Linked DNA regions of Sus scrofa: regions 1, 3 and 4 are each linked to region 2. Evidence: chromatin contacts called from public HiChIP or PLAC-seq data. All regions are on one chromosome and are shown on one strand. Each heading gives the region's core, a stretch centred on a gene start, on an enhancer-like site or on the middle of the called end of the contact. The rest is flanking DNA. Distances are from core to core; before and after follow the strand shown.

The links. HiChIP or PLAC-seq counts read pairs in DNA pulled down with a chosen protein or histone mark.
Region 1: a contact with region 2 is called in an H3K27ac HiChIP or PLAC-seq map of alveolar macrophages. The contact joins two enhancer-like sites. A contact is called at or near these places in 1 of 47 Hi-C or Micro-C datasets (heart right ventricle) and 1 of 2 datasets of contacts at active chromatin or transcription factors (alveolar macrophages).
Region 3: a contact with region 2 is called in an H3K27ac HiChIP or PLAC-seq map of alveolar macrophages. The contact joins two enhancer-like sites. A contact is called at or near these places in 15 of 47 Hi-C or Micro-C datasets (blood, brain, embryonic fibroblasts and 9 more) and 2 of 2 datasets of contacts at active chromatin or transcription factors (alveolar macrophages and skeletal muscle).
Region 4: a contact with region 2 is called in an H3K27ac HiChIP or PLAC-seq map of alveolar macrophages. The contact joins two enhancer-like sites. A contact is called at or near these places in 5 of 47 Hi-C or Micro-C datasets (brain, fetal skeletal muscle, mesenteric adipose tissue and 2 more) and 1 of 2 datasets of contacts at active chromatin or transcription factors (alveolar macrophages).

The regions. Positions count from the first base shown.
Region 1 is chr15:15,521,956-15,528,855 of Sscrofa11.1, reverse strand. All of the region lies in intron 2 of THSD7B (thrombospondin type-1 domain-containing protein 7B), which reads left to right. It overlaps LOC110257066 (a long non-coding RNA gene), which reads right to left. Exons shown (of 2, transcript XR_002339240.1): 1 at 3,843-6,900. Among named protein-coding and RNA genes, the nearest start is that of THSD7B, 85 kb to the left of the region's middle. Within about 2 kb of position 4,140, at least 25 of the 83 cell types and tissues checked have an H3K27ac peak or open chromatin away from gene starts, as enhancers often do. A contact at or near this core is called in alveolar macrophages, where this site is marked.
Region 2 is chr15:15,896,897-15,903,759 of Sscrofa11.1, reverse strand. No RefSeq gene overlaps it. Among named protein-coding and RNA genes, the nearest start is that of MCM6, 23 kb to the left of the region's middle. Within about 2 kb of position 4,684, at least 2 of the 83 cell types and tissues checked have an H3K27ac peak or open chromatin away from gene starts, as enhancers often do. A contact at or near this core is called in alveolar macrophages, where this site is marked.
Region 3 is chr15:15,436,894-15,444,648 of Sscrofa11.1, reverse strand. The region is part of intron 7 of THSD7B (thrombospondin type-1 domain-containing protein 7B); the gene reads left to right. Among named protein-coding and RNA genes, the nearest start is that of THSD7B, 170 kb to the left of the region's middle. Within about 2 kb of position 3,253, at least 11 of the 83 cell types and tissues checked have an H3K27ac peak or open chromatin away from gene starts, as enhancers often do. A contact at or near this core is called in alveolar macrophages, where this site is marked.
Region 4 is chr15:15,414,067-15,421,883 of Sscrofa11.1, reverse strand. All of the region lies in intron 7 of THSD7B (thrombospondin type-1 domain-containing protein 7B), which reads left to right. Among named protein-coding and RNA genes, the nearest start is that of THSD7B, 190 kb to the left of the region's middle. Within about 2 kb of position 1,538, at least 3 of the 83 cell types and tissues checked have an H3K27ac peak or open chromatin away from gene starts, as enhancers often do. A contact at or near this core is called in alveolar macrophages, where this site is marked.

The sequences.
Region 1 (6,900 bases), core at 2,891-5,390, 370 kb after region 2:
TAGTGGTTTCCTTTGCCATGCAAAAACTTTTAAGTTTAATTAGGTCCCATTTGTTTATTTTTGTTTTTATTTTCATAGGAGGTGGGTCAAAAAAGATATTGCTGCAATTTATGTTTTCCTCCAGGAGTTTTATAGTATCTAGCCTTATGTTTAGGTCTTTGATCCATTTTGAGTTTATTTTTGTGTACCATTAGAGAATGTTCTAATTTGATTCTTTTGCATATAACTGTCCAGTTTTCCCAGCACCACTCATTGAAGATACTGTCCTTCCTCCATTGTATAGTCTTACCTCCTTTGTCATATATTAATTGATCATAGGTGTATGGGTGTATCTCTGGGCTTTCTATCCTGTTCCACTGATCTATGTTTCTGTTTTGGTGCCAGCACCATACTGTTTTGACAACTGTAGTTTTGTAGTATAGCCAAAGTTGGGGAGCCTGATTCCTCCAGCTCTGTTTTTCTTTATCAAGATTATTTTGGCTATTCAGGGTCTTTTGTGATTCCATACAAGTTGAAAATTTTCTTGTTCTAGCTCTGTGAAGAATGCCATTGGTAATTTGATACAGGTTGCATTGAATTTGTATATTGTCTTGGGTAGAATAATCATTTTGACAAGGTTGATTTTTTTTTTTTTTACTCCAAGAGCATGGTATATATTTCCATATGTTTCTGTCATCTTTCATCAGCATCTTATGGTTTTCAGAGTACAGGTCTTTTGTCTCTTTAGGTAGGTTTATACCTAGGTATTTTATTCTTTTTGATGAGATGGTAAAAGGGATAGTTTTCTTAATTTTTCTTTCTGATCTTTCATTGTTAGTGTATAGGCAAGCAAGAGATTTATGTGTATTAATTTTGTATCCTTCAACTTTACCAAATTTATTGATGAATGCTAGTTTTCTGATAGCCTATTTAGGATTTTCTATGTAGTATGTCATTTGCAAACAGTCACAGTTTTAATTCTTCTTTTCCAATTTGGATTCCTTTTACTTCTTTTTCTTCTCTCATTGCCATGGCTAGAACTCCCAAAACTATATTGAATAACAGTGGTGAAAGCGGACATTCTTGTCTTGATCTTAGCGGAGATGCTTTCAGTTTTTCACCATTGAGAATGATGTTAGCTGTGTGTTTGTCATATATGGTCTTTATTATGTTGAGGTAGATTCCGTCTATGCCCACATTTTAGAGAGTTTTTATCAAAAATGCGTGTTGAGGAGTTCCTCTTTTGGCTCAGTGGTAATGAACCTGACTAGTATCCATGAGGATGCAGGTTCAATCCCTGGTCCTGCTCAGTGCATTAAAGGATCTGGTGTTTCCATGGGCTGTAGTGTAGCTTGCAGACACAGCTTGGATCCCATGTTGCTGTGGCTGTGGTATAGGCTGGCAGCTGTAGCTCTGATTCAACCCCTAACCTGGGAAATTCCATATGCTGTAGGTGCAGCCCTAAAAAAATAAAATAAAATAAAACAAAAATGAGTGTTGAATTTTGCCAAAAGCTTTTTTTACATCTATTGAGAGGATCATACAGGTTTTATTTTTCAGTTTTTTAGTGTGGTGTATCACACTGGTTGATTTGTGGATATTGAAGAATCCTTGCATCCCTAGGATAAATCCCACTTGGTCATGGTATATGGGTTCAGTATAAAAAGAGGTTTGAACACTAAGACGTTGAACTCTTAATCTGTTGTCTTTTCTCTCCTAGGGGCATTTACTTTTGAATTCATTACTAATTACCACTTGGAGAATGGAAAGCTTTGTTCCAGTTGAAAGCGTTTTAGGATTTTACTGAGCTGATGGAGGCATTACATTTTGGATAGTGACTTCTTTCTAGTCTACCTTCTGCCCCCGTCCCCCCATCAGCAATCCTGGCTGGTGTTAGGGAATGAGGAAGGAATTGGACTATTGGAAACTACAACTCTGTTAATGTCAATTATCTCAGAGGGATTTTATTATCACTGTTGTTTTCTTTAGCCCTGGGCCAGCTGAGAGGCCACTGTTGACCAGGTTGTCCTAGGAGGGACGGAGTCCTCACATATGAAGGCCAAGTGCTAGCTTTTCTTGCTGGCCTGCTAGTTGGCAGCTGGTTGTATCAGCTCTTGGTGCCTTTTCCTCTGAGCCATCTCTTTTTACCCTCTGTACCCTAGAGTAACCAACCCAGAATAATCACTCCAGCCTTCCTACTTTAAGGGGCCTGCCCTTTCTAGTGCAGGAGCCTGAGTTCTAGCCCTTCATTCCCTATCAGAACCCTCTGACCTCTGTCTCATGCTGGTATAGTGGCCTGAGTACAGAATTGGTCTTGAGTCTTGGGTTAGTCACCAGTCTTGGGACCTCAAGTTATCATAGAGTCTCACTTTCCCAGTGGGAATATTCATTCCAGCCTTCCTACCATGAGGTGAAGCTCATATAAAACTATAGGTGTATCTTTCTCAGTTTTTCCTTCAATTAGAATCTCCTGGGGAGCTTTTATTACCCTAATTCTTAGGTCATACCCCAAACCAATAAATCGGACTTTCTAGGGCTAACAGGCATTACTGTTTTTCAAACCTCTTCAGGTAACTCTAAGATGCAACTAAGGTTAAGAACCACTATTTAAGGTCAAAGTATTATGGACATTCAAAATACAAGTGGTTTCTGAACTTCCATCTGAAAGAACATTCTTTCCATTTGAAAGCAGAAAATGTCTGCTAACTAATCTGAAATAGTTCTCAATACAAATTTGATCTGGTATCTCTTTAAGAATTTCCTGGAAATTGTGTATCCATTTATTTCCCCAGGAAGGGACATACCTACAAAATTTGCACATAATTCCATCGTATGTCATCTCCATAGTGACATTATCTGCTACCCTATCCAAAAGTGCACCATTACACCTGTCTACACCCACACACACATCCTGTCCTCTCCCCTACCCCTTACTTTATGTGTTCTCCATAGCCTTTATTACTGTCTTCCTGAACATCCTCAAGTCCCTCACTAGGGCAGAGTTTCTCAAAGTGTGGTTCAGAACCACCTTGACTTAGTCAAAATGCATTACTGGGTTACTTTGCTGCACAGTAGAAATTGACAGAACATTGTAAATCAACTATAATATAAAAAATAAAAATCTTAAAAAAAAGACGCACTGGATGGGACCCAGGAATCTGCATTTTCAGACCCTCCCTGTTGTTCTCTCCCAGACCATCTATTTGCTCCTTTAGACCCTGCCCTGCAGATGGGAATCTTATCTCTCTTAGCAAATCAGTGGTCTTGGGTAGAATCTCTAATATTCCAGAGAAATCCTAGGTATTTTCCAGATTGCCTGACGCATGTGTGGGAATGTGGTTGTCTCAGTTCTGTAATCTAAGGGGCTTGGAGTAAGGTCCTCCATCTAATGGGAAGGTTATCCCCTTCCTTCAACATTCATAGCACTTGAAATTCCACCACTGTCCAGTCATTCATTTTGAGCTCTTCAGCATCTACCACTAGTATGATGAGTAATAAAAGCCAAGAACAGTGGGCATATTGGATCCCAGCTTCCTGCTCCAACTTTTCCCTTGGCTTCCTGTTGCCTACAGGGGGAAGCATATCCCTATTTTTTTGTTACCAAGAGGCTCTTCAAGATCTGGCTCCCCTCTCCAGCCTTCATTCGTGCCCACTGCCCTCACTCCACACTCTAGCAGGACTTAACAGCAAGTAGCTCCTGGAACAGCACATCCCATTTTCTTTCCTGAGTGTCCTCTGGGAGTGCTCTTACACCTCTTTCCACAGTCACTCCTCCCCCCCAAAATCTCAGATGACTCAGAGTGCAAGCCAAGTTCTCATGTGACCTCCCGGGCCCCACAGGCTCTGTCTGTCACCCTCCTTACCTCTCTGCCCTTGTCTTTGGCTGCTCTCTTCTGTCACTTTGCCAGGGCAGCTGTAACAAAGCACTACAAACTGGGTGGCTTAAAACAACAGAAACTTATTTTTTCGTGGTTCTTAGAGCTAGAAGTCCAAAATCAAGGTGTCGGCAGGGCCATGAAGGGGAAGGATCCTTTCTTGCCTCTTTCTAGCTTCTGGTGGTTGTGGCTATTTTTAGCATGTGTTGCCTTGCAGCTGCAGCTCTTTAATCTCTGCCTCTGTCAACACATGGCCCTCTCCCTGTGTGACTCTGTGTTGTCACATGGCCCTCTAATAAGGACAGCAGTCATCTTGGATCAGGCCCCACCCTGTTCCAGTGTGGCTCATCTTAACTAATTACATCAGGAATGACCCTATTACCAAATAAGGTCACATTCTAGGGTATTGGGGGTGAGGACTTCAGAATATTTTCTTTGAGGGGACATAATGCAACCCATAACACCCTCTCCTGCTTCTTCATTCTGCTTCAGTCACACTGGCCTAGAGATGTTAGATTTAGCGAATGAAAATACAGGACTCCCAGCTAGATTTGAATTTCAGATAAACAGCAAATACATTTTTAGTGTCAATATGTTCCAAATGTTACATGAAACAAAATATTTTTAAGCATAACTATGTCCCATTTGGTATTGGGAATGTACTTAGGCTAAAAGATGTATGTATTGTTTATCTGAAATTCAAATTTAACTGGGCATTTCATTTTCAACCTGTATACAACTATGAACACAACTAGCATGCTTCCATCTCAGGGAGCATGCTTTGTCTTGGCTGTTCCCTCTGCTTTGAACTTTTCCTATTCTCTGGGATGCACAATTTCTATCTGCCTTCAGCAAGGCCTTTTTGGGTACCCCTCCCTCAAAAGCACATCTCCTACCTTCCTTTCTTGCTTTCACCGCCCACTCCCCCCCAGCCCTTATCATAATCTAAGAGGCTTTATATCACCTGCTGCTGGTGTTTATTATCTATCACCCCCAGTAGAATTTAAGCTTGATGCTGTTGTTTGCTACTGTCTTCCAGGGCCTAAAGCAGTGCCTGGCACATAGTTCAGTGTACATTTATTAAATGGATAAAGAAAGAAATCCTTTCACTTTCAGGCACTGTAGAGTGGGTGTCTATGGGTTTTGCTTACCTAGGATCTGCTTCCACTTCTGGTATAAATGTCCTCCCTTCACTCTCAGTTTAAGTAGTTTGGGAAAGTCCTGCCCTTAACCCCCAGGTTCAGATCCAAATCAATTTGTTATTTCCATCCACTTGGCCACCGTCTTTGCTTCTGGGATGGGTATAGAACCCAAGTTAGTCTCACCAGAGTCAGGCTCAGAGTTTCTGCTGGAACTGCTAAGACAGAGCGCTCTCTTTCCACTGGGTATTTCTGTCAGTCTAGAGCTGCTGATAGTCATCTCACAACCAACAGGAAGAGCAGGGGGTCAGCTCCTGGCCAAAACCTGTCTGAGCTTTCAGGCCTGACCATAGGCAATTACAAAGGCTTTAGGTCAACTCTAGCTGCTAAAATAGAATACCACAGACTGGGTGGATTGAACAACATACACTTGTTCTCATAGCTCTGCAGGCTGAGAAGTCCAAGATCAAGGTGCTGGCAGATTCTGATCTTGGGCAGGATTGCTTCCTGGCCTGTAGACAGCTGCTGTCTCCCTGTGTGCTCACCTGACCTCCTTGTGTATTTGCATATATGTGCAGAGAGAGGCAGAGCCCTGGAGCCTCGTCCTCTTCTTATAAGGACACTAATCCCATTGTGGGGCCCCACCCTCATGTCCTGGTCTAACTTTCATTAATTCCCAAATATTATCACGTTGGGAGTCAGGGCTTCAGTATAGGAATTTGGTTGGGGGGACACAAACATTTAGTCCATGACACTTTACCTGGCAGACCTCACTGGGGAAAGCTGCCCTCCCCACACCCGGCAATGCATGGTAGACTCTGAAGGAAATTGCAGGCAAGGACTGGGCCCCATGGCCAAATTGTTCTTAGGCATGTCTGCATTCCTGGCCCAGGTATCTGCGTTGGAGGCTTTTTACCTGGGGTATGTGGAGGACTTGGCTGAGATCTAATTATGGGAAGTGGTGGGAACTTGCAGATACTTTCTCCACTCTGACTCAGTACTCAGGATATTTCTCCTCCTGGGTCTCCCCACTCCCCTCACCGCAGATCCATAGAAAGACAGGAGCCTATTGCTAGCTCCCTTAGCAATAAGACAATTCTTCCCACCTGTGCTGATACATCTGTTTCCCACCCTCCACCCATGCTTTTCCATGGAGAAAATGGAATGATGGGGGGCCAGGGCTTTAGCCCCTTCCCTCTACCATAGCCATAAGTAAATAAAGGCTTAATTGTTACTTTCAACTTGCCATGCTGTCTTGATCAGTTACTTTGACACCTGGTGGATCAGCTCAAGCCCTTGATAAATAATCTGCTTGAAATGGAGTCAAAATAGAGGAAAGAGAGCTGAGGGACTGAGAGGGGGCCACTGGGTCGCTGTAACATCATTTGAGCTCCCCTAAATCTAGCTGTGCAGGAAGCCAGTGTGACATTTGTTGGACCTTTTAGTTATTGAGCATAAGCCAATTTGATGTGTTTTTGCATCACTGAGTCCCGAGTCAAGTCCATCCTCTTAGTGACAACCCAGTGGGCCTCAGGAACTCCTACTGCCCCTGGGTTCCTATTCTTCCTTGGACTTGATTTCATCACGGTCCATGTCACCCTCTACTATTCTGTGTCACTTCCTCAGGGGATGTCTGTGCTTAGAAATCAGGGGATTTGACTTCTCTCTTTCTCTTTCTGTCTGTTTTTATTGAAGTATAGTTGATTTACAATGTATATATACACACTTTAAAAAAATACTCTTTCATTACGGTTTATCATAGGACATTGAATATAGTTCTCTGTGTTATATGGTAGGATCTTGTTGCTTATCCCACCCCCCTCTCTTTTTAATCTCCATACCTCATGCATGCCCTTGCACAGAATCAGACAAAAAAAAATCTCTGTAGAATAAAGACTTAATGAAAC
Region 2 (6,863 bases), core at 3,435-5,934:
AAAAAAAAAAAAAAAGAACACCATCCATTCCAGTTCTTATGAATGTTGGCCTGAACCTCAGATGCATTTTGAAATTCAGTAGTCTTGAGGCAACAGAAATTTTAAAAATTAAGCCATTACAAACTGGAACAAAATAAAGGTAATTATTTAACTGGTAACTAGATGGAAAAATGCATTCTAGCTATAAAGTAATAGGAAACTATATAACATATATGTATATATGCATACATATTCCTTACACATACACATATAAGGAAATATATATCTATATATTAGACTAAGTAAAATTTAAAACTCATATCAAAATATAAACAAAATTATTAACTCTTTGGTGGATTTGTTGTAAATATGAAAGACAACAAGTATGACAAAAAACTTTTTTTTTTTTTTTTTTTAGGGCCGCACCCACGGCACCCATGGCATATGGAGGTCCCCAGGCTGGGGATCCAATCAGAGCTATAGCTGCCGGCCTACACCACAGCCACAGCGACACAGGATCCGAGCCGCCTCTGAGACCTACACCACAGCTCATGGCAACACCAGATCCTTAACCCACTGGAAGAGGCCAGGAATAGAATCTGCAACCCCCTGGTTCCTAGTCAGATTCGTTTATGCTGAGCCACAACGGGAACTTCACAAAAAACTATTCTTGTTGTATAATAACCCCATACAAATCATGAAGAGAAATACTAAAATTGAATTAAAAATATGCAAAACACACATACACAAAACACTGACAAAGAATTATAGAAGTCCATGGTACATTTTCTAAGAACACTTTCCCAAAATGATGTGGCATTTTTTTCATAAGGATCCACATGAGGACTCTTTCCCAGGTCTCCAATTTTTCTAAGCAAATTTCTCTGTGGACTACATAGCTGATCTTGTGTCCTTGTTTTTCAGTGATTACTGAGGAAGTCAAAAATCATCCTTAGAATGGGTAAAAGATCTTAATACCACAGCAGCCACAATGGGGAAAAAACAGCATTTTCAATAAGTGATGGTGGGAAAACTAGATAGCTACATCTAAAAGAATCAAACTGGACTACTTTCTCACACCATATACAAAAATAAATTCAAAATGCTTTAAAGATTTAAATCTAAGACATGAAGCCATAAAACTAGAAGAAAACAAGGACAGTATACTCCATGACAATGGCCTTAGCAATAGTTTTTTTGGGATCTGTCTCCTCAGGCAAGGGCAAAAAAGCAAAACTAAAGAAATGAAACTACATCCATTAAAAGGAATGAAATACTGGCATTTTTAGCATCATGGATGGACCTAGAAATTATCATGCTAAATGAAGTCAGTCAAACAATGAGACACCAACATCAAAAGCTTTCACTGACATGTGGAATCTGAAAAAAGGACAGAATGAACTTCTTTGCAGAACAGATACTGACTCACAGACTCTGAAAAACTTATAGTTGCCAAAGGAGACAGTTCGGGGTGGGGGGAATGTGCTGGGGTTGTGGGATGGAAATTCTAAAAAATTGGATTGTGATGATCATTGTACAACTATAAATGTAATAAATTCATTGAGTAATAACAAAAAAAATCTAAACAAGGCAAAAAAACAATAAAGAAATGAAACTACTTCAAACTAAAAAGTTTTGCACAACAAAGGAAACTCTTAAGCCAGTAAGGCTGCCTACTAATGGGAGAAGATAATTGTAAATGATATATTGATAAGGGATTAATACTTAAAATATACAAAAACTCATACAGCAACAAAAAAACCTGATTAAAAAATGGACAGAGGGGAGTTCCCATTTTAGCTCAGTGGTTAATGAACCCAACTAATATCTGAGAGGATATGGAGGTTTGATCCCTGACCTTGCTTAGTGGGTTAAGGATCTGGCATTGCTGTGAGCTGTGGTCTAGGTTGCAGATGAAGCTTGGACCCCATGTTGCTGTGGTTGTGGTATAGGCTGGCAGCTACAGCTCTGATTCAACCCCTAACTTGGGAACATCCATATGCCGCAGGTACAGTTCTAAAAAGACAAAAAGACCAAAAAAGAAAAGAAAAGAAAAAAGCAGAGGATCTCAACATTTTTCTAAGACCCACAGATGGCCAACAGACACATGAAAAGATGCTCCACATCTCTAATAATCAGGGAAATGCAAATCAAAACCACAATGAGGGGTTCCTGTCATGACACAGTGGAAACGAATCCAACTAGGAACCATGAGGTTGCGGGTTCAATCCCTGGCCTTGCTCAGTGGTTAAGGATCTGGCATTGCCGTGAGCTATGGTATAGGTCGCAGATTCGGCTTGGATCCAGAGTTGCTGTGGCTGTGGTGTAGGCCGGCAGCAATACCTCCGATTAGACCCCTAGCCTGGGAACCTCCATATGCTGCAGGTGCAGCCCTATAAAGACAAAAGACCAAAAAAAAAAAAACAAAAAAACCCAAAAACCAAAAACCCAAAACAAACCACAATGAGACATCATCTCATACCTGTGAGAATGGCTATTATCAAAAAGACAACAAACAACAATGTTGGAGAGGATATGGAGGAGAGGAAACCCTTGTGCACTGTTGGCAGGAATGTAAATTATATAGCCACCATGGAAAGTATAAAGTTTCCTCAAAAAATTAAAAAAAGCAAAGTTCTCTTGCAGTGCAGTGGGTTAATGATCTGGCATTATCACTTTAGTGGCCATAGTGGCTTAGGTTGCTGCAGTGGCATGAGTTCAATTCTTGACCTGGGAATTTCTATGTGCTATAGGCACAGACAAAAAACAAATTGATAAATAAAATTGAACCACCACATGATCCAGCAATTCTACTTTCGGATATTTCCCCAATGAAAACAACACCAGATTGAAGAGATATATACATCACTATGTTCACTGCAGTGTTATTTATAATAGTGATGATATGGAAGCAACCTAAGTGTTCATCAAAAGATGAATAGATGTGATATATATATACACGATGGAAAGCCAGAAAAAGGAATAAAATCTTGCAATTTATGACATGATTGGACCTGGAAGATATTATGCTAAGTTAAGTGAAATAAATGAAACAGAGAAAGACAAATACCATATGATTTCACTTATATGTGAAATCTAAAAAACAAAATGAATGAACAAAAAACAGAAACGGACTCAGACAACTGAGAACAAACTGGTGGTTGTCACAGGAGAGGGGATGGAATGGTGAGTAAAACAGTTGATGGAAATTAAGAGGTAAAAAATTTGTTATACATGTGTTCTTTTAAATTTTTATTTATTTATTTATTGCCTTTGGGGGGGGGGGCTGCACCTGTAGCATATGGAAGTTCCCAGACTAGGGGTCAAATTATTGGAGTAGCTTCCAGCAACACTGGATCCTTAATTCATTGAGAGAGGCCAGAAAGTGAACCCACATGCTCATGGACACTATGTCTGGTTCTTAACCCGGTAAATCACAATGGGAACTACCACCACTGTTTCTTTGCATTTCATCTGGGTTCACTTTTCTTCTTACTCAAGTACCTTCCTTTAATATTTCTTTAAGTTAAGTTATGTCTATTATAAATGCTAAAGTCTTATACTCTTGAATGATACTTTGGCTCAGTATAAAATTCAAGGTTAGCAGAAATTTTCCCTTACCACTTTGAAATATTACACCATTAAGTTTTCTTATTGCCTATGAGCAGTTTGCTGTAGTTTTTTCCTTTAAAGATAATCTGGCCTTTTTCCTTAGAGTTAACATCTAAGTTACCTCTTTATCTTTGATATTCTATTAATTCTTTATGATCTGTTTGACAGTTAATCATCTTGTTGAGTATTCAGTGTGCTTTTTGTCTAGGACTCATGTCTATTTTCAATTTACCATTTTATCCATTTAAAAAAAACCTCCAAAAAGCTGATATTGGGCCTCTAACCATTTTATTATGTCTCGTATTTTTCAACTTTGTCTGTTTTATAGATGAGCTCCTTAATCCTGCCTTCTAATGTACTTAAATATTTTTCAAATATACCTAGTCTAGGCTGTGATGATGGTTGTACAACCATAAATATAATAAAATTAATTGAATTAAAAAACCCAAATATACCTAGTCTAAAATTAACTTCATTTGTTGCATTTTTTATTTTAATGACTTATTTTCTAATTACTTTTTTTTCTAATTTATGTCTATTTTTGTTCATTCATTCTTTGGTGGCAATTATCCATTTATATCTTTAATTTTTTTTTTTTTTTTGTCTTTTTTGAGGACTGCACCTGCGGCATATGGAGGTTCCCAGGCTAGGGGTCTAATTGGAGCTATAGCTACCAGCCTATGCCAGAGCCACAGCAACACCAGATCCTTAACCCACTGAGCGAGGCCAGGAGTTGAACCCACAACCTCATGGTTCCTGGTTGGATTTGTTTCCACTGCACTACAACGGGAACTCCTTCTTTCAGGAAATTTTGTATTATGTTACTCTATAAAATACTTTTGCCTTTCTCCTTTTTTGTTTTTGTCTGTTCTTGACATGTGTTCACATAGAAGGGGTTATCACATGCAAACTCACAGGACCATCTTTAGGAAGAGGACTACTATATGAAAGAAGAAAATATTTAAACAATGAGTAGATGCTATCTCCTAGTCTAGTAGTTTTTGTACTAAATGTTACAATTAGACATTTGCACTGTCTGAGTGTAGCAGGCTCAACAGGAAGTTCTCTTTAACTGTTGTATGGAGAACAAAGGGTTCTGCTACAGTAAAGCCAAATTTGATTCAGGCTTTGTCATGGACCATCTCTTGCATTGCATAACTTCCTGTACTTGAGACTTTTTTTCTTCTTCTCTTTAACTTATTTATAGTAACAACATGTTCTGAAGTAAAATTTTGTTAACTGAAGCTGAAACATGCTTGAGACTTAAAAAAATAAATTTTTATTTTTAAATTTTAGTTTTTAAAATTTATCACTGACATATTAGTTTCAGAGGTACAACATACTAAATATTTTCATAGATTACAAAATGATCACCAAGATGTCTCGTTACTATCTGTCACAATAAAAGGTTATTATATTCCATATGCTACACATTACATCCTCATGACTTATTCACTTTATAAATCAAAGTCTGGAGTTCCCATTGCAGCTCAGCAGTAACGAACCTGACTAGTATCCATGAGGTTGCAGGTTTGATCCTTGGTCCTGCCCAGTGGCTTAAGTATCTGGTGTTGCTGTGTGCTGTGGAGTAGGTCACAGACAAGGCTCGGATTCAGCTTTGCTGTGGCTGTGGCTAGCAGCTGCTACTCTGATTTGACCCCTAGCCTGGGAACTTACATATGTCATAGGTGCAGCCATAAAAAGAAAGATAGAAGGAAAAAAAAGTATGTTTCAGAAGTTCTCTTCTGGTGGAGGGTGTTAAGGGTCTGGTGTTGCTCCAGCTGTGTTGCAGGTTGCAACTGTGGTACAGGTTTGAGCTCAGGAACTTCCATATGTTGTGGGTGCTGGGGAAAAAAAAAAAAGGTGCAGGGGGAAGGGGGTGTCTCATTTCATGAACTGGAAGACTCATTACTATTAAAATAGCAATTGTCCCCAATCAATCAACAGAGTCACTGGTATCCAAATCTAAACCTTAGTAGGCTTTTCTAAAGAAACTGACAAGATGATAAAACAGGGAAAGGATAGTCTTTTCAACAAATGGTCTGGATCTATATGGGGGGTGGGGGAGAACATGGGCCCTTGAAAATACCGTGGACAAAAGTTAACTTGAAATGGATCATAGATCTAAATGTAAGAGTTCAAATTACTAAAATTATGGATGATAACATAAGAAAAAATACTTGTAACACTGGATTAGTCAGATATTTCTGTAAACAACAATAAAATTAAATCTTCTGCTCTTTGAAAGGCAATTAAAAAAAATAAGAAAAGGAAAGCCACAGACGGGAAGAAGCTAGCTGTCAAAATACATCTGACGAAGGCCTCATATTCAGGATGTATAAAGAGCTCTTATAACTAAAGTAGAAGAAAATCAAACTGATAAAACAAACAAGCAAAAGATATGAAGACACTTCACCAAAGAAGGTAAACAAGTGGCGAATATGCACATGAAAAGATGCTCATTGTCATTAATCACTTTGGAAATGCAAATGAAAGCCATAATGAGACACTACTACAGAAGCACAAGATTAGTTTAAATTTAAAAGGACTGACAGTTTGGAGTTCCCTGGTGGCTCATCTGGTTAGGGATCTGGCATTGTCACAGCTGTGGTGTGATTTCACTCTCTGGCCCCAGAACATCCCATGACCTGGGTGTGGCCAAAAAAAAGACTGACATCACTATGGTGATGATGTGGACTAGCTTAAACTCTTATTTACTGTTCATGGAAATGCAGAATGATACAGCGATTTAGAAAACCAATATGGCACTACCTTATAAAGTTATATATACTTGTAATGTTTTTCAGAAGTATCTAAGTATCTACACAAGAGAATTAAAACATGCTGGTACAAAGACCTATAAGCAAATGTTCATAGCACTGTCATTCACTACAGACTAAAAACTGGATGCTGGAGTTCCTGTTGCGGCGCATCGGAAATGAAGCTGACTAGTATCCATGAGGATGTGGGCTCAATCCCTGGCCTCAGTCAGTGTTTCAGGGATCTGGTGCAGCCTTGAGTGATGGTAAAGGCTGACAATTGTAGCTCTGATTTCACTCTCTAGCCTGGGAATATCCATGTACCATGGGTGTGGCCCTAAAAGCAAAAATAAATAAATAAATAAAAACAAAGCTATTTGCACTGCGTCTTTTTTTTTTTTTTTTGTCTTTTCTAGGGCTGCTTCTGCAACATATGGAGGTTCCTGGGCTAGGGGTCTAATAGGAGCTGTAGCTGCCAGCCTACACCAGCCCACAGCAATGCTGAATCTGAGC
Region 3 (7,755 bases), core at 2,004-4,503, 460 kb after region 2:
AGCGAAGCAACCAGGCAGGAGGTCACTGTGCAGGCATTGAGGGTCCAGGTTTTGGTGCAGATGGGAGAGCAAGAAACAATCAGTGTCTGCAGAAATGGAGCAGGTGGCTGTGGAGGCTAAATTTGGAATTTTTCTTTCTTTTTGATTTTTCTTTATTAAAGTATAGTTACAGCATTCTGTCAATTTCTGCTGTATAGATTTGGAATTTTTCTGAATCCTAGTGTGAAACGCTTTTCACGAATCACAGGCCAATTTTCCTACAGTGTATTCATCTCATTGCGTGGGGGCATTTATAACTGAATGGGTAAGAATCTGAAGGAGGGAAAAATCATCTTGGTAGCCATGCAATGGGTATGTAGGGGAAAGACTTGCAGCTGTGAACTCAGATTTTGTCCTGAGTTAGAATCCAGATCTTCAGCTTCAAGCTGGGTGAATTCGGGCTGGTTACATAACTCATCCCTGAGTTGCATCTTACAGTAAGATGGGGTTCCTAAAAGACCCGTCTCCCAGGGCTGTTGTGAGGATCGACAGGGATAAAGCAGGCAAATGTTTAGCAGAATGCCTGGTTGATTTCGAGTGTTGCATGTTAACTAGTGTTTCAATAAAGAGCTTTTTTCTTGAGGGCCCCTTGTGTGGGTTTTTAGCTATGTGACCTTCAAGAGGTCACCTCTTCTTTCTGGGACCAAATACTTCAGCTATTTTGCAAGCAGAACTGGCCCCAGGGCCATGAAGGTGGGGGCATGTGTCAGATGGCTCTGCTCTGTGGTTCTGGATGTGACAGACAAAGCCATTCGTTAGCAGGCTGGGTTGGAGGTGGGATGCTTAGACCCGTGCATCTGTGAAGGGCAGGGAGGGGGTTCTGAAGCTCATCAGAAGTTTGTTTGGAAAGGAGTGTGTCTTCTGAGAGGAAATGTGGAGGGGATGCGGTGTGGCAGCAAGAAGCAGAGGCGCTGATGAAACTCCGAGGTCGTATTTCTCCAGCTGCCAACTTGGGTCCAGATTTGCAAGTGAGGGTGCATTTGCACCTGTCATGAATGACCTCACTTGACTTTGGGATAAGCTGCTGAGGCAGCCACAGCAACTGGGGCCTGGAAAGCAGCCCTGCTGTTTATATAGGGACCCACTGTCCAAAGATTGCCCATCTTCATTTATAAATCACACATTTATTAAACACTCTATTCCAGGTGCAGGGAGAAGGGTTGTGGAGACTCAAGAGTGAACAAATAGGTACAAGTCTTGCTCTCAAAGACCTTTCAGTCCAGTAGGGAATAAAGACAATTAGTAAGTAATGCTCACATATATGCATCATTGAGATTTTGGCCATGAAGCAAACATTAAATGGTATAAGGCTGTAAAATAGAACAAAATCCAATTTAGATTGGGGATTTGGCAGGAACAAAATGAAAGTTCAGTGAGTTCATATGAGAGACTTGAACTGAAGTGGAGATAATTTTTGTTTTTAAACACAAAGCCCCGTTTCATGGACAGGTATGACCCATGGGAAAGCAGTTGGCCGGCTTCCTGATACTATTGTCCAAATACACACAGTCTGTGCCTCCCTCTGCTTCATTCTCCACCCTCCTCAGTCACTCCCTGCTCACACCCTCATTCTGCTACATACAACCTTCTCAGCTCTCCTGCTCCCCCAGCTCCCTGGCCCTCTAGATGTTTCTCAGGGCGTTCAGAATGCTCTTTCCCCCTTGACTCCCCCTTAGCGACACAGCACCCTGTCCCCTTACTGCTGTGTGGCCTCCACATGTGTTTATTTATTTGTGTGTGCAGTGCATTTGCACAAACGCCAGTGTAGCACCTGCCCTGTAGCCATCTCGATGGGCCATGGAGTCAGCTGGCCCTGTCTGCATGAGCCATCAGGGATCTAAGCCTCCAAACTGCTCATCCTGAGTAAGTTTAAGCTGGCATACACAGAAGTTAAAGGGCCCCCCTGGTCACTGGATGGGAATCTAGGACTTGGATCGTGTCTTATTATTCAGTCTTTGGCATTTATCAGGATGCCTGTTCTAAAGTCAGAATCCAATACGTCTTTTCTTGTAAACGGTTTGTTCTTCCAGTTGGACCGAACATGTGCTCTCCCACGTCCTTTCCTTTACATGCTTCAGGCAGTGGATGTAGCACATGGTCCCCTGGGCCCTTCTGGGTGACCTGATGACCCTATTTGTCAAACGGGTGTCATATTTCAAATGAATATTTATTGAATATTGTATGTCAAGAACTTTGCAAAGCTTTGGGGACAGAAAGCTAGTCAGAGAGATCTGGTCCCTCCGGAGGAGGGGAACGCACAGTGGTAGAACTTGGTAAAGGAGCAGTTACAAGACAGCAAAAACATCGACCATAAAGAGATGGGCAGCACATGGGAACACAGAACAAACCAACTGATGATGTTGCCTGGGAGAATTGGAAAATTCATCAGTTCCTTCTCGCCTCACCTCAGCTTTGTATTATGAGATGCCAGGGTGACAATGCAGTGAAAATACGTTGAAAAAGAGAAAGGATTATGTGTGAGCACATTATCCAACAGATGCTATTGTGACTTGGGTGGCTTCAGAGAGAGCTCAGAGAGGAAAATGCTAGATGAGAAAAGAAGAGGGACAGTCATCCATTCTGATCGACCAGTAAACAGAGAAAGTTCAGGTCTATGGCCATCAACCATTAGGGCTGCAGTCACCCAGCTTGTAATGAATTGATATTTTTTATCACAGAAATGCCAAACCTGTTCATACCCTTAAGGCAGCTGAAAGCTCTCTGTGACCCAGGGTGTTAGTCACCATTATCTTCCCTTTAGAAGAAGGTGGCTGGGAAGACCAGTGATAGAAAAGCAGGTAGGATATTGGTGGGGATTGGACCTTTGGGGTGGCAAACCGAGGACCATCATGTCAAAGCTACCAGCATGATTTGGCTGGTAAGAGAGTTCTCTCCCCTTTCCCCTGCTGGAGTCATGGAGATTTGAATACTGTGTTGTTTTGAAATAAGTGGTTTGCAAACATGAACAGCTGTCCGAATGAAAGCACAATGTTCAGAGAATTATCCCTCCGTTAGGGTACACAATAGCTTGGGTCAAAGGACATCGCCCAAAGCAAAATAATTATGTAGGGCGAGAGACTGACATCATCCCAAGAGGCATTCTTAAGAAAACAAAAAAACAAAAAACTCTTAGTATTAATTTGTGTGATGCACTTGACACTCAGTTCTGTCCAAACTCAGGAGGGACGCCAACCTAGAGCCAAGGGAGAAGGAAAAGTGACCACAGGGCTCCCTCTGGTGGTAAGGCTGACCCACTACAATTCATGGCTGAAGTCCGTGCCCCAGTGGGAAGGAAATCTTAGGTTTTTTTGTCCCAGATGTAGAGGGAAATCTTCTATAGAGAGAATGTTACATGAATCTTTTTTCTGGGTTGTGCAGCAATAAAACAGGCAAGTACAATGGAATCTCCCATAAATGGCTCATTATTGGAGTGAAAATGATGCAGGAACAGCCCCTCTGTAAATCACTGTGACAGATACTAACTAAATCAGAACTAGGGGCACTTTGCCTTACACAACTGTCTCTTCTTCCTTCTTTGCTTCTTCCACTTTGCCGACACGAACCAGCAAGGGGTACGCTTTCTCACTTTCTTTGAAGTTGAATCATTGTTACATTGCTGAGGAAACAGCAGTAAATTGTGGTACCCCCAGACCATGATGGGCTCTTGTCTTTGTGGCTCTGTGAGCCTGTGGGAAGTACAGATGCACAGAGAAAGGCTGGAATGGAGAGAATTTAAGTGATCTGTTGTCCTCTCACCCCAGGAGGGATGCCTTTGATACTGATCAATACACTGATGTCACATGGCAGCTGGCCTAAGTCCCTTGAGCGACAAAGGGCCTGGGATCTCTGGGCTCATGACTGGAGTCATCCTCAGCACAGTTTCACAGTGATGCTGCATGATACCTTTGTTGCAGCTCCTTCAACTTAAGAAGAGATCATATGAAAAACAGCACCTCAGTGCTACTGGGTTTGATGTGTCTTTGGCGACAACTGATTGAGACACCTTAAAGCCAGCTGGAGATGACCGTGTTGGCAGCTCAACAGGATAAATTTTCTCAGTCTGTTCCCTGATGTCCTTGGTTAGCTGTACCATCCTTTCAGGCTGATCATCTGTATGTCATGACACAACACCAAAGCCGGGTCAGAAAGCATTGTAGCTGGCAATCCCTGCTTTGCAAATAACTAGGGCAGACCTGCAATCCCTGCAGCAGAAGTTTGCCACGACAGTTACTGGGGTGCCAGGGCTCATGGCTGAGGCTTGGTTTAGTGGCAGGAGGTTTTGCCTACCTATGCTTTAGCGACTAGACTCTTTCTCCTAGTGAGTCCCTCAAAATCATTCTTTGGGGTGACCAGAATGCACTGTGGCTGATGTTGGATTTACCCTTCCCAGCTTTGTGGCCACCCCCTTGCTTCTCTGAGCAGCCCTAGGTGAGGTGGGGAGGAGGACGGGGAAGGAGGGGATGGAACTATTGCCGATGCTGGGGTCTCTGCAGCAGACACCTGTCCGGGCAGACCCTGGGCCCCAGAGGACTCTGTGTCTGGCTCTACCTCTCTTAGAGCACACTGGGTATGTCTCCTCACATCCAGATGTTGACCTCCAGTTGGGAGGATGCCCCAAAGGGAATCAATTAAATCAGCATTTCTTTACTCTTTTCTTTTTCTCCCTCCCTCCCTCCTTTCCTTTTCTTCCTCCCTCCCTTCCTTTCTTCCCTCCTTCCCTCCTATCCAAATACTTAAAACATTTGAGTAATTTGCACCATTATATAGTTTTAACTAAAACATGCAAATCCAATGTCAGTAGTTATCACATGATTGTAAAGCCATTTTGATAGCCCATTAAATTTGAAATGTTTAATATTTTAATGTTCAGACAGCTCCTTCCCAATATATACTGCACATTACTACATCAGAACACTTGATTCTGACTTAAAGAGCTCCCAGAATCATCAAAGGAAACATAAGAAAGTGACCTGCCAGGAACTAGCTGGTCCTTAAGGGAATTTCTCCACTGTGCTTTTGAAGAGGATTCTATCACCATCCGAGTTTCTTTCCCTGGAAAGGCTCAGGAAAGTCACTCACTGTGAAAGTTCCTTGATGAATGCCTGTGGCTGCGTGGGGCACTTGGGCAACATAGTTGAGTAAGCTGGCCTGTGCCCTAATCTGTTGCAGATGTTTGATTATCTCCAGGCATCAGACCATCAGGTCAAGTTGCTCACTAGCTCCAGATAACAACTGCTCCCTTTGAGTCCCCCCGTGCAGATCCCGCTGTAGGTATATTATGCATGTTGACAGCTCTGAATGCCGCTGTCCAGCTGGGTCCACACCCAGAGCAAGTCATGGAACTTATTTATAAGATACTGGAAACTCTGGGACTTGATCAGCAAGAAAGGATGCTCTTCACATGTCAAAATGTCAAGTTGACGGGCATCCACAGTTGCTCTTCTAGGCTTGTGAGAGGCCAGGCCCAGACTAGGAGTCCAGGAATGATCCCATGGGTGAGCCCATACCTTTGCATCTAAGAAAGTCCAGGGTTTCAGCTCTGAGGGGCATAGCATAGCTTGGTTACTTACTTAGCTGGGTGGCTTACCAGGTGATTGTTCATTGATTCATTCAGCAAATAATTATTGAACACCTACTACCTGTCATTCAGTGGGGGTAGGAATGTGACCAATAGTTTACATTTATTTTCTCAGTTTTGTGGTTTTAAATGTTTACCAATCACATGGAAGAACTTGAGGGCAAGCAGCAGTCTTTTGCCTGGTCGTGACTCCTCCCCAGCCCCTCTTGTAATCTATTTAGGATTTAATTCTTCTGGCAGTGATCTCCTTATACTAGGCTCTATCTCAATTTCTGGAATTATGAAGGTTAGATCATATTTTTTAATTCCCACTGTGAAAAATAAGGATTTAGCTCCCTTCTCCCATGCCTACCTGCTCTCATCTCTCATCTTCCTCTCACCTCTCAATATTTGATAATTATTATTATCAGATTATTAAGAACATAGCAATTCTTCTTCTTCTTCTTTTTTTTTTTTGTTATTTTTAGGGCCACACCCGTGGCATATGGAGGTTCTCAGGCCAGGGGTTGAATCAGAGCTGTAGCCGTGGCCTATACCACAGCCACAGCAATGCAGTATCTGAGCCTCATCTGCAACCTGTACCACAGCTCATGGCAATGCCGGATCCTTAACCCACTGAGCAAGGCCAGGAATCAAATTCGCATCCTCATGGATGCTAGTTGGGTTTGCTAACCACTGAGCCACAAAGGAAACTTCAACAATTCTTATTATTATGTTTCCTTCTCTCAAGTTAAGGGAGAAGGGTCTTTAAGATTACCACCCCCCACCTGCGACAGAAAATGTGGAACTCTCTGCCAGAGAAGGAGACTGGCACATGTTTTGTCCTTTAGGTACCATGTTTCTCTGGGTGTCCTTTGTGTGACTGTGGCTTGTGGTAACTCTCTGAGGTCCTGGGTTCAAAATTTCTGGCTCTGACTTGACTTTTCTTTTGTCAGTTGATGACTGATTTAGACTTCTCACCTGCGGGTCTGCACACTGCCTGAAGTCTTTGCCAATAATAGGGGACCACAGCTTCCCCTGTCTTGCATCTCATCCACTGAAAACATTTCCCCCCCCTTTTCTTCATAATGTTAGGTAGGTTGTGCTGGGTCTTTGGGGGCGAGGAACATGGACGTCTCCCTGACTCCAAGAACTCAAGCTCACCACCTCTTCACCAAACACAAGGGTTTCCTCTCAACCTCCTCACACCCTCATCCTTACTAAGTCATATTCTCTACTTCCTCAACCCTTGACTCTTCTCCCAGTCAAAGGATGGCCAAGGCATTCCTCTCTCTGGTGCCGGTTTGATCAGCAGCTAGTTGTGGGTGCCATGATGCTGTGAAGAATGAGATTTCTGCAGGGGAGCTGATAGCTGACTCCCTGGCATCTATTTGAACATGGATAAGTCTAAGACACAGAGCATTATCTTTCCTGGGCCAGGGAATGATCTAGGAAATGACAAGTGACTCTGAACACTGACTTGTAAAAAGAAGCATGCCGGGGGGGGGGGCGGATCTGGGGAAGATAACTTTCCCATCCGAGGTGGGATTGAGGTTCTCTCTAGATCTTCTGGTCTTGTTTTTCTGGATCTGATTTTTGTTGCAGCCTCCTGGTAGCCAGGATGCATGTAAAGTGAACTTTGGGGCTGGAAGGAGAGACAGATGGTGAGACACTGGGTCCTTGACAACATCACTGAGCCACTGAATCAACCAGCCCTGAAGTCCACCCCTACTCAGGCCCTCTGGACTTCCTGTTATGTGAGGTCATATGTTTCCATATTGTTGCAGCCAGTTTGAATCAAGGTGTCTGAGGTCAAACTAGTGGCTGTGATCTTGGAAGCCATTTCCGGAATCAGTGTGAAAGGGAGCTGGGATCAGTCAGCTCTGTCCGGCAGCTGGAGGTGTGGACCTTTGCCAGCCTGTGTCCCTTAGCCTCTCCCTAGCATCTTGTACAGGCTGCTCTGTTGCATTTATTTTGCTTTCACTACTTTCTGGAATTATGCTTTTAACATGCACATGGTAATTATTGCTTGAAATGAGTCCCCTGCTTTTTTGTTTTGTTTTGTTTTGTCTTTTCTAGGGCCGCATCCATGGCGCATGGAGGTTCCCAGGCTAGGCGTCTAATTGGAGCTATAGCTGCCGGCCTACGCCAGAGCCATA
Region 4 (7,817 bases), core at 289-2,788, 480 kb after region 2:
CATGTCACTTCCTAAAGCTACCATGTCACTCTGACAAAGACTCTCTGACCAAACTTATGTTAGGCTCCTCTGAGCCCTCCCCTTGTCTAATCCTTGACCCTGGGCTCTGTCTTGACCTGCTCAGTCCAGTCTTAGCAAGAATCCCACTGAATCAGTTTAGCAAAAAAAAAAAAAAAAAAAAAAAAAAATCTCCCTAACCTTGGTGTGTGATCACCCTGGATATGGGACCATATTCCTCACCCCCACCTTTGGTACCTTATCACTCTGGCCTGCCTCCAGCAAGAATCCTGTTAGTTTATCCAGAATACCCCTACCTCTGATCTTTCTTTGTGGAACCTCCCATCCACTTACACCCCCCCACCCCACTCTTTTGTTTGAAATCTTCCCTGGTTCATTGTGTTTGGTGTTGAGCCTGATCTCTCTCCCCTGCTGCAAAACACCCAGTGTGGTGGTCCCTCTTGAACATAGTTTTCATCACTGTCTTTAACAAGTGTCATGAATCGTCCGTAATAGCGTTGCTCCTGCCCCAGCCCTGGATACACCTGTGCTGAACCTAAGACCAATTCTCCAGCATTCCCCACAGCCCTCCCTACCCACCCTCCACCTCTTAGTAGCACTTCAGGCTTTATTCTCTCTCTCGGCTAATTACTCCCTTCCTTTAACTTCTATGAGCTCTCAGCACTGGGTTTTCCTCCCCTTCTATTTTCTCCCCAAGCCGGTACTTGTCCACCCCCTTCTTAAACAGAGATTTTTCCAAGTTAATGCTTTAACCCTTTGCTCCTCTCTGAGTGCCCTGCCTCTCCAGCAAGTAGCCCTCAAGGCCTCAAAATGGATATGGTCTCAGGATGATCGAAATGTCTTAGAAGATGCTCTCAGTTTAGCAGGTGTTAGTTGGCATCAGCATAGCCTGTGCTTCCAAGATCAGAATTCTTTGTCCTTTGGGGTGGTGGGCTGGACCTCAGGGGTCTCTCAGGGGGCATCTGAATGAATGGAAGGGTCTGCCGATGTGCCCCCAGTCCTGCTATTGAAACTGGAGGGAAGGGGGCTGAGCACAACCTTTAAAAGAAGGACACAGCCATTGAAGATGCAATAAAAACTGGTTAGAACCTATTAGGCCCAAGACGGCCAGAACGTTTGACTTCCAGTGGACCTTGAGCCTTGTTATACATTCATTGTAATACATTAGTGGCTAAATGACAGGCCCACAGGCATCATGACAGATCTGAGGCTGACCGTAAAAAGCCAAAAAGTGGGCAGTGGCCCAATTCCTGGAAATCCCCACCCTTTCCCTGAAATAGTTGGAATAATCCTCCCACTTATTAACCTATGAAATTACCCAGCCCATAAAAACTCACCACTCCCATATTTTGAGGCCTCTCACCTTCTGAGAGGCCCACACTATTTCTCTCAATAAATCTAATTCTTACCTCTTACTTTGCCTCTTACTGAATTTCCTCTGCACTGAAACATAAAGCACCTGAACTTCAGTTAAGTCTTGAGACAGGGCGTGTGATTGCTTCATGTCCCAATCTGAGTCATGCGGTTTCGCTATGAGCACAGCTACCACTGGCCCCACTCCCTGGACATCCGGGGACAGCCAGTTGTGGGGACCACCACTGCCCATTGAGGACAAGGGTCCAGGAAGCAGTGGGAGGAGTTAGTGTTCCAGATACTCGGAGACCAGGGTATGTCGTCCAAGGTGTGGGTTAGTCAGGGTGTCTCGGTGGGCACCACTCCTGGTGGCTTCACTAATGCACTGATTAATTTTTTTTTCTTTTCTGGCCGAGCCTGCAGCATGTGAAAGTTGCTGGGCCAGGGATAGAACCTGAGCCATAGCAGCCACCCAAGCCTCTGTAGTGACAACACTGGACCCTTAACCTGCTGCACCACAAGGCAACACCTACACTGATTCATTATTTTTGCAGCCTCTATACCTTTAAGTGGCATCCAATCCAGCTGATTGGTCTAATTATTCATGTACATTTTGCAAATGTACATGTCATCATTATTTGAAATACCTGGCAGAAAAAGTTGTTAGAATTTGAAATCTGTTTATATTGTCACAAAAATGTCAATGTTACTTTTTCATCAGTAGGGAAAAGAGTTATTAGATGATTCCAATATAGTTTCAAGGTAGATTTTTGAATGATTGTAAAAGCGATTTAAAAATTTGTATTACCTCCTTGTGTGAACAAAGTTTCTTACTGACGGAGATCACCAAGAACATGAAAAATTGCCATTCAAGTGTTGTTCCCAAGTTACATGTAACCATTTCGAAATTGGGTCCCCCTGAGAGAATGGAGGGAAGTTATCAAGAGTATGTCCATGGACACAAATTCAAGGATAGCACTTAAAAAACATTTTAGTTGGAAATTTTATATAAATTCAATATTTAATACCTTTCTGCAGCTTTATTTTTCTTATATTGACATAAGTAAAATATAATGACTTTTTCCCCAGTAAACTGGGGAATTTTCTTGAGCTCACCCCAGGGTGTGATTCAAACACTAATCATTTTCTCTATGTGCTAGAACAGAAAAAATGTTGGGTATCTTTAAAAACAAATTGATTGAGGTATAATTTACATACTATGCAGTTCACCATCTTAAGTGTACAAGTTAGTGATTTTGAGCAAAATTTATCAAGTTATGCAACCATCACCATGCATTTTTAGAACATGTACCTCATTGCAATGAGAAGGGAAGTTAGTTTTGAAGGACAGTAAGAAGGGAGCAGAAGATATTCCTGGGGAGGGCAGACCTTTGGGTCCTGAGCATCCAGAGGGCAAGTATAAAGGTGCTGAATTCCTGACAGAAGTGCCCAAAAGGGACAGGAAGGTGAGGAGAAGCCTTCTGCTCAGTTCTGATGCCCGCTCCTCCAGGAAGATGTTTCTAGCTCGCTGGCAGCCCGCTGTGTCCTCTCCTGGGCTCCAGTGCCCACTCTCGTGATACAATTACAGGTAGATTTTTGGCTCATGGCTCTGCTGTTTCTACTAGGCTGTGAGTCTCCCCTTTATGTCCCCAGAACTTAGCTCCTTCTCTGGCACACAGCAGGGCCTCAGTAAGCAGTTTGCAAAATGGATAAATGGTTGTCAGCCCTTGTACTCTACTCCAAGGTCATCAGAGCTGACCAGAGGAACATGGGGCCATTCCCCAGCAAATCACAGTGACAGGAGAAGAATCCAACTGTCTCCATGTGTGGGACCACCGTCTGTCCAGGCACGGTGGAGCCCTGTGTTCTTGGCTGGCTCTGCTTCTAATGCTTTGTCCGTCTGTGCTGCCACTGCACTTTTTTAGCTATCTCACTGCCTCTGAAATGAGCGTGGGGGATCATATGTTGTTTGGGGAGCCCTCCAATTGTAAACCCCCACGATTGTGATGGTGCATCTTTTACCCAGTGTCTAGTGCAGCTGCCTGCATTCTAAGGGACAATTTCCAGGGAGCAAGGGAGCCAACTGTAAGGGCTCTAGCTCCTGGCTCTACCTGGGAACTTGGCCTCATAGCCTTTGCCCAGACCACTGCAGCCATCCCCAGACACCGGTGGAGGTGGCAGGTGGACTGGCAAGGTGGCTTCTTTGGGTGCAGGAAAAATGAAGAGGTGGAAAGCAAGCACATGCAGCTGTTTTGTGTGTACTCAACAGCTGCCCAGACTTGCAACCCCCTTTTTAAAAACAGAGTTACTTGACTAGTAATAGAGCTCCATTATGCTTTATCACTAGACTCTCAACTTGGCTCCATTTTTCCCCTTTGGTGTTCTCCTGATCACTAACCCATTTATCCACTCTTACACACCCACACTTAAAGATGGCATAAAATATAGCCGGAGCACCATGGGAAAGCTTTCTGGTGATGTCTTGGGCTGGCAGATTGCTTGTGGCAGTGACAGAGAAGACTTCCCCCACTATCTGTGTCTCCCAGGTGCCTCAAGGAGGTTTCTGGAGCTGGCTTCTGAGTGCCCAGTGGAAGAGATTTTAGGCTTCAGTGCTGAGCCCTTGGTGTTGGGGCAGAGAAGCCAGCTCAAGGGGAGTCCCTACCCACCCCCCCATACATTGCCCCAAACTCCCTGGGCATCACAGAAACATCTGGGCACCCAGGACACATCAGACCCAACTCTGCTTTTCCTGTCTCATCACGTTGTTTAATTAACATAACAAATCTCCACAGCTGGTGGCTGCCCTCTGTTTCCCATCCCCCCTCCTCCTCCCTTCTGTACACTAATTAGTGAAAAGCAGGGAGCAGATCTTCAAGCATCGATTTGCTTTTGTAGTCATGATCATCCTGGGAACAACCCAACCCTCTCCAAACAGATTGACAGCCCCCACCCTGAGTGTGAACCACACATTTCCTTCCTCACAGAGTTTTGGCTTTGCAAGGCCAGGATGGAGAACTGGATTATGGAAGAGCATAATACCATGTTTGTCTCCTCTGGTTCTAAAAGACAAAAGAGATTTTTAGGAGGGAAGGGGAGAGAACACCTCCAGGGGATGTGACTCATTTAAAGGTGTTGGCTCGTCTTCTTTGCAGAAGAAGGTTGGCCCCCTCTCAGCAAAGGTGGAAACCTAGTTTAGCCAAATGTCAAGTGGAGTGTCTTGAAAAAGCCTCTGCTAACACCTCTGTCTATAAAGTGGCTCCTGCCTCAACTTGGTGACATATCAGGTCCTCAGGGGCCAGCCAGGGACCCCTGTGAGTCTCTGCCTGGGGAATCGTGTGCAGCAGGAGTCTGGAGAGGGGTCCAAGGACAGAGTGGGGGAGTGGGGTACCCCCCAAGGATTTGGGGGCAGGAAGACCTTCACTTCAGCTTCATCTCTGGATCCTTGCTAGGGCACTTGCCAGTGGACCCCTGTGACTAGTTAGTCTCCTGGTGAGGCTGTGTAATAACATGGCAACACAAAAAGGGCTTTTGCTCTTCTGCTCACCAGGCAGTTTTAAAGAGTAGAAAGTGCATTTGAGGGGATTTTTTTTTTGGCTTTGCCCATGGCATGTGGAAGTTCCAGGGCCAGGGATCAAAGCTGTACCTCAGTAGTGACCAAAGCTGCTGCAGTGTCATTGCCAGATCCTTAACCCACTGCGCTGGAGAGAACTCTGGGGATTTCATTTAACGTGTCTTTTTTCCTCCCTTAGTACTTCCATCCTTGGTGGATAATCTCCGTTTTGCCCCCAACTCTCACTCCTTCTTCCAAACATGCAGACAGAGCATCTTAATCATCTCACTTTCTCCTGTCTTATCTCACACTATTCTCTCCTGTGTTGGGGTTGGGAAGGCCTGGGCTCTCTGTGGGAGTATTCAGTAATCAATTAGCAATGTCTGCCAGGGCTGAGGGTGTGGGTGGTGCCAAGCAAGGTATTTATCTACCATTCCTACGCTTAAAAAATTTTTTTTTTTGGTTGTGGTAAAATACATATAACTTAGAATTTGCTATCCTAACCATATTTAAGTGTACAGTTCAGTGGTTTTAAGTATGTTCACATTGTTGTGCAACCCATCTCCAGAACTTTTTATCTTGCAAAACTGAAACTATAGTCATTAATCCATAATTCCCCATCCCCCTTCTCTTCCTGGCCCCTGGTAATCACCATTCTACTTTCTGTTTCTATGAGCTGACTACCCCAGATAAGTGGAATCATACAATACTTGTCTTTTTTATGACTGGTTTATTTTTACTTAGGCTAATGTCCTTCATGCTTCATCCATGTTGTAACACGTGTTAGAATGTCCTTCCTTCTTCTTAAGGCTTAATAATATCCCATTCTATATATATTCCACACTGTGTTTATCCATTTATCTGTCAAAAGACATGTGAATTACTTCCATCTTTTGACTGTTGTGAATAATGCTGCTATGAACTTGGGTCTGCAAATATCTGATCCTTTTAAAAAAATTCCCAGCAATTCAATGATCTAACCCAGGGGTTTTCAACTCTGGTTACATTAGAACCACCTGTATGGCTTTTAAAAAATTACTGTCAGGAATTTCTATTATGGCTCAGTGATAATGAACCTGACTAGTATCCATGAGGATTCTGGTTTGATCCCTGACAAATCTCAGTGGGTTAAGGATCTGGCATTACCATGAGCTGTGGTATAGATTTCAGACTTGGCTTGGATCTGGTGTTGCTGTGGCTGTTTTGTAGGCTGGCAGCTACAGCTCCGATTTGATCCCTAGCCTGGGTACTTCCATATGCTGTGGATGCAGCCCTAAGAAGACCAAAAAAAAAAAAAATTGCTGTTACCTAGGGGGTTCCCTGATGGTCTAGTGGTTAGGATTTGGTACTTTCACTGCTGCGGCCTGGGTTCAATCCCCTGGTCTGGGAACTGAGATTGCACTCAAGCCACTTCATGCTGTGGCAAAGAAAAAAAAATACCGTCCTAGAAATTATCATGCTAGGTGAAGTTAGTCAGACAGTGAGACACCAATATCATATGCTATCACTTACATGTGGAATCTAAAAAAAGGACACAAAGAACTTCTTTGCAGAACAGATACTGACTTGCAGACTTTGAAAAACTTATGGTTTCCAAAGGAGACAGGTTGGGGGTGAAGGGATGGGCTGGGGGTTTGGGATGGAAATACTATAAAATTGGGTTGTGATGATTGTTGTACAACTATAAATGTAATAAATTTCATTCAAAATACTATCACCTGGAACATCGCCCTAATTAAATCTAAATGTCTAGGGGTAGATCCCATTGATTGGGAATCAGAGATGCTTGTTAAAAATACCAATTTCTCTGGAAACTGTGATTTGGTTGATCTGGGATAGGACTCAGAAATCTTTACATTTAAAAAGACCATCAGGATATTCTCATGATTGGGCTTTTTAGAAATTACTGCCTGTATCATCAGTCACCTTCATCCACAAAACCTTTATCCTTTGGTTGTAAATGATCTCAAACCATTCTCCAGTTACCTGGGTCTTATCTCCCTACCTAGATTGTAAATTCATAAAATTGCAGAATTTCTGAGTTCAAAGAGGCCCTAGAAACCAGATGATCTGTTCCATCAAAGGCCACACCTTACTTTCAGGACTGAGTCTAGATATGGTTCAAAATTCCCTCCACTTGGGAGTTCCCTGGTGGTCTAATGGTCAGGACTCAGCGTTTTCACTGTTATTCAGTCCCTGGTCTGTGAACTGAGATCCCATGTCAAGCCACTGTATGCTGCGACCAAAAAAAAAAAAAAAAAAAAAAATTCCCTTCACTCAATGGTAATTTAAATTTTTGTTTTCCTATAGTTCTAAGACAGGCCAGCACTTTACTTTTAAGAAATCCTGAGTGAGATTACCACCATTCTGGTGAAAGACTCTGTGCTTACGTTTATATCTTCTGCTCTGAGAAGACCTATATATTGATGATTGGAAAGAGGTCATGAAGAGCAAGGAATTGAATGACAGAATGCTCTAGACTGTGCCTCCCATAGATCAGGTGCCCATTTAACTGACTTGACTTTTAAGCCAGTGCAAATCCACATCAGCTGTGAGAGCCTGGACCAGTATGGATATTAGTTATACTTTCTTAAGTCATGAATCGTAAGAGCTTGCATTAATGGGACACTGACTCTTCGTCAGGTGCTATACTAAATAGATTACATGGATAATTTCATAGGTCTAGGAAGAAACTGAAGCTTTGAACTGTGAAGTGGCTTGTCCAGGGTGACTTGCTGGCAAGTGACAAGTCAGAATGATTTCTCAGTCTTGTCTTTTAATCACTTTGCTATTTTGTGTTGATAAAATGAGACGAGGTGAATAAAATGCTTAACATAGTGTCTGGAAGCTCAGTAAATGGCCATCGTCACCATCATCACCATGATCACAGCAGCAA